Regions from separate parts of the Arachis hypogaea genome. Here region 1 is linked to region 2. The links are chromatin contacts, called in public Hi-C maps. All regions are on one chromosome and are shown on one strand. The core of a region is the stretch at or near the end of the contact, and the rest is flanking DNA. Distances in the headings are between cores, read along the strand shown. Region 1 holds the start of LOC140181453. Region 2 has its middle 12 kb from the start of LOC112709768.

Evidence for each region. Hi-C and Micro-C count contacts between places; a contact is called where the count stands out from the background.
Region 1: a contact with region 2 is called in a Hi-C map of leaf, with 2.5 times the contacts expected there. The contact joins the promoter of LOC140181453 here to the enhancer-like site in region 2. A contact is called at or near these places in 2 of 8 Hi-C or Micro-C datasets (both in leaf).

What each region holds. Positions count from the first base shown.
Region 1 is chr1:29,792,793-29,795,492 of arahy.Tifrunner.gnm2.J5K5, forward strand. LOC140181453 reads right to left here and starts at 1,395. Exons shown (of 7, transcript XM_072225051.1): 1 at 1,337-1,395; 2 at 897-1,087; 3 at 269-622; 4 at 1-154. The coding sequence starts at 1,395.
Region 2 is chr1:29,689,575-29,692,274 of arahy.Tifrunner.gnm2.J5K5, forward strand. No RefSeq gene overlaps it. Among protein-coding and RNA genes, the nearest start is that of LOC112709768, 12 kb to the left of the region's middle. Within about 2 kb of position 1,402, at least 1 of the 3 cell types and tissues checked has open chromatin away from gene starts, as enhancers often do.

The sequences.
Region 1 (2,700 bases), core at 145-2,644, 100 kb after region 2:
TCTCTAAAGTGGATTCTGTACCCAAATATTCTCCAAGGTGCTTCACATAGAGATATATATCTACAGTCATAATACATGCTAACTTCATCACACTCATCATTCTCTACATCGGTTGTGCTACTGTTGTAAAACGAAGCAGTTGCTCGATCGTTTCCTTTATTAACATACTTGAATAAGTATTTGATTGATCTTGATTAGTTGCACCATTCAACGTTAATGTGTGCCCCATATCTCAAAAGAAGTTTTTTATTGTGTGGGACAACATAACGATTGTCAAGTTCAACCCCACATTTGCTAATTGTCTTTCCATCATCTCTTCGCCTGTAAATAGGATATCCATCATCGTCAATAGTAGTGTTGTTGACAAATTTTTTAGGAAAGTGTCTAATGCACTTTCCATTCTCCATGCACGGTGAGTCTTTCTTGATGCTCCTACATGAACCGTACATCATGTTTTTTTCTACAACTTCATAGTATAGTGGATCTCTATCCTTATCTGTTATTTCAGCACTTATGATTTGATCAATATCATCTGCAGCTGGATACTTGTCATCTCTATGTAAGAAGACCAAGATGTATGCTTGGGGTAGACCATGCTTCTGGTATTCGATAGTATAGACAACTGAAACAATTAAACAAATTTAGTTCACAGAATAACCTTGAAAGTATGAAGTAATTTGATAAAATGAAGGAGCATGTGGTTTTTAGATTATTCATCGGTCCCCGGTCCAAATTTTGTGCGTAATATAATTCTTATACAATGTTCTCAAGGTGAGTAGTTGAGTTGACCATAAATAATTAAAATTAAAAACCATATCACATTGTACCGGGGGAAATAAGACAATACAATCCTTAAGTAAACATCAAAATATATTTCAGATTACAAATAATTTTACCTGCAACGACCCTTCTAAATATATTGTTCTCTCTGATGTCTTGGATTAGACGATCCAATTTGACCTTAAAGGTTTGACATACCATATCAGGACGGTCTTCAGCATTTAGATCCCTATTCTTTAGAAAATTAAACTCAGGCCACTTAGGATTGCAAGTAAAGGTTAAGAAAAGCTCTGGGTATCCAACAACCCTACAAATTGTCATAGTATCTTGATAGTTTAGTATGATATATCATGGCCCTCCAGTGAAACATGACGAAAGTATGATACGTTTACCCCTTGATGAAGGTGTTGTTTCACCCATCAATACAACTTCACTTATTCCATTGTACATCTCACACCTAAATTTATCCTTGTCTAATCAAATGTATGTTAGTCTAGCAGACTCAACCACAGAATATCCATCCACCAAAAATTATTGGAATAATCTTTTTGAATACAGTAATGGAGAACCATCAGCTAACCTTTCCTGTATCCTAAATGCAAAAAAGTCCTTCATCGTTACATCTTCGTGGCCCTTGGTCGAGTTAGTACGTCTTTTGATAAGAGGTATATGCTCCTTGAAACTGTTCTTCCCATAAGAAAACAACAAAGGATACTGCAATCTAAGTAGGAAGGATTAAGCTGATTTATTCTCTGAAGTCTTCCACTTCGAGTCTCGACAACAATATCTCTATCTGTTTCTTCGAGATCAAAGTCACCCACAATCAATGCTGCCACCTCGTTTGTTGATGGTAGGTTATACCTTCTACCATCGTTTCCTCACTTTCCCAACGATCTAAGCTTCACTGCCGATGTGGCATCACCTCGTTTGTGAAGTGTATATTTTATACTGTTAATTTGAAAATATATATAATATTGTTATAGGTTATTGGCATTTTTAAATTGGTTTTTACATTTTTTTATCCAAACAATTTGCATATACGGACATTGAAAGAATGATACATAAATATACCCTAATGCAAGTAGGATACATCATATACATATTTATTATATAATTCACTTATTTTTATACGTCACATTCTTTCTTTTTAAAGATCACCTAAAATTGAAAGTCAGATACATGAGGTTGATGTTTATTTTAAGATGAAACTACCATGTGTAACTTTGAACCTCTATTATTTCTACTACCAATTTTTGCAGAATATGTTAAAATTAGTTGTGGAATAATAGTTTAAATATGAGTGGATAATCTTTAATTAAATATTACTTGTTAAACTTTGTAATAGATAGATCGATCCACACATGAGATCTGAATGATGACTTGATTTAAAAATGAGAAATAACAATAACATAAAACAAAGTAGCTTAGTACTAATAAACTTACACACATTTGAATGAACTATACAACAAATTAGAAAGGAACATACAACTCTAACACTTAAACAACATAAGACAACTAAAGACACACTCCATACAATGGGGATACCCATCTGGCTTTACTAACAACTAATGCCTAATGACTCTAAAGACGTTAATGTAAACCATGATTCTATGCACTAAACCATAAACTAACAACTTAAGATCTAGATACTACAACACAATCAGCATACTATTTAACTACTCCAGCCTTGACAAATCATCACACCATATAAAGACTGTTTGCGTGAAGCGTGGCTGAGTTTACGGACACATGATCCTCCCAGCTCTGGTGCAATAAATGCTTCCTCCTTACAAAGTGGTTCCTCATTTTTGAAAACAAGATGTCTGTCTTTTTAGCATCATTTGCAAACATTGTCCTAAATTCCATAACCAAAATAATGTCCTTCTCAAGGAACATGGTGGGATTGTAAGGAATGCCAAG
Region 2 (2,700 bases), core at 152-2,651:
TCAAGCATAATATACAAGCAAGATTATAAATATGCATAGATAATAATTCATTTTCTTCTTATCATTATTATTAGATTGGAGCTAAGAAAAGAGAAATTGGGAATTGAACCTTGTTGAGGTTGAGATTAAGGTGCCAGGAATGAAGAAAGTTGTAGAAATAATTGAAAATATCCACCAAAAAATTGGAGGAGGAGGAGGAAAAGAAGAAGCAGCAACAGCAGCTCTACTCTCTAACGGCTCTTTGTCTCTCTCCGTGACCATGACTCCGTCTCTGGTCTCTACTCTCAGACATTGGAGAATAAGAAGAAGCCTCACTTTGAACTCTGATTCTTTGAAGGTTTGGGGTTAATTTTTGGGGAATTGAGTGAAACGAGAGATGTAAGAAGCAAACGCGGGTGTATTTTTTGTTGATAAAAATCGACGGTAGTTTTGCCAATTTTAGTTAAAAGAAAAATCAACACTTTAGCTATCTATTTTATATAATAAATCTACGCCATTCATTTAGTTTTGGAAAGAGATCTTTATCGTCTAAATTTATCGACGACAAAAGCTGTCGATATTATAATTATTAAAATAGACAACTGGTCTGTCGATTTTAAGGAAAATATTTTCACCCAATATTTCGTCGACAATGTGACGATAATATTAAAATGTTAGAAGGTTGCCAAAATAATAGACGACATATATAGTTGTCGATTTTAATATTTTATTTTTAATAATTTCTTTTTCATTTTATCGACGACAAGCCGTTAAAAAATATTGACAAAAAAATTAACCGTCGATTTTTAGCGTCAATAATCACACTGTTTCTTGTAGTGTTCGTCACTCACATGCCATTCAAAATAAGTTGAAAAATGTTGGCGTTAAATATTTTCTTTTAACAATTAAAATTTAGATAAAATGAGTTTGACACTTCCCATTGCACAAAAATTAACATATTTGCAATAAACACTTATAGATAATATATATGTGTACTTAACTACTTATAAATTATCAAGTAATTAAATAAAAGTTGATTATATAACGACAGAAGAAAAAAATAGTTGAACTCACATTTGGATATGTGTTTTCACAGTGTTTTTACTTTTTACCACTTGAATGTGCATGACATGCATTCCATCTGGCCCTCGTTTCGCAAATGCTTATCCTTATCTTTCTTTTTAAATCCTATATTAGTCAAATATTAAAGATATCAAATCTTCAAGGCCTTGATATGCAACAAATGCATGCATGAATCTGGGAAAAATGGGAAATAACGACAAAAATAAAAGACTAGCTAATTAGAGTTAGCTTGATAAGCGAAAAAAAATGATTTTTTTTTCTATCTGGGTATAGTCTTTAGGTGATGATGTTGATGTGGCTGGATTATTGTATATGGTGGTGGATGTTGGGACAATCTTTTTTCTTTTTTATTTTGGATGTTGGAAAATTAGTTTATCGTTGATAACAATGTCGAAGAATATCAACTAGCTAGTTGACCATAACACACCTTAAATCTTCCTCCTCTACCGGGTTTAGCATGTAGCAAACTACCGAAAAAGAAAATCTATTAGTCATTTGATAATCTTAATAAATGTTACTATTATTAGATCTAATCAAGTGACATTTTAACAATATAGATGAATAATGATTCGTATGGGTTCATTTTCTTTTCTTTGAACTCATCGTGGTGGAAATAATCCAAAAAAATATCTTTCGTAATAAATTGTCACTTTAATTTTCGCTATTGTGAATATTACTGTGGGCTGCTTAATACTTATCAAATATTAGTATTAACTATTGTTCGGTAGCTTGGGTACCGGACGGTTCGGAAAGATTCCTCGGGTGGTAAGGTGGGGTTTCAACCTGGTTTAGGGTTGCGGAGATGGAGCTGGAGCAGCCGACTTCCTGTGTTCCTGGTGTGGAGGGGGCGTCACCTGCAAAGACACTCCGACGCCCAAGTCAATTGAGTGTGCAGGCAAAAGAAGAGGAATAAAGTGATGTGTCACGTACCTTGGGGGAAGGGTAGGACCCTCCCCATATATACCATGTCAGAAGCGGGTCCCACAGAAGCAGAACCCACCTTCGTTGAAGCTTCCTCATACAGCTGTAGTAGAGAGCTGTCCAGGACACGTGTTCGGATCGGTATTTGATCGCCTCGCACCCAACCGTTCGGGTCGAATGGTTCGTGGGTCGGGTCGGCCCATGTTATATGTGGGCCAGGCTATAACAACTATATACATTATTCATTGGTGAAAGATAATATGTTTTATTCGAACGTGAAAGTATGTATGAATTGCCACGCAGAATACAAAGTCAGCATCAGGTGCAAATCAAGGCTACATATATGTTATGTTTAATTATCCATTAGAAAAATTCTTGGGATCAACAATTTTTAATTAGTATTTTTTTATTATTATTTAATTAGTGTAAATATTTAATTAATTTTAATAAATAAATTTTACTAATTCATATATATAAATTCTAAAAAATATAAACGTAAATTGATACATGTACATTATGAGTAATTTTTTATGCCATTTCATATAAGAAATCAATGCATTATGTTCAATTATAAAGTGTTTTAGTGCTTAATTTAAATATTATTTTTATTACTTTAAATTTATGAATTTTTGTAGGAAATAATAAAAAAGAAACAATAAAAACACTAATAGAGGAAATACTCAAACAACATTTCTAGAGAACATTTCTAGAGACTCA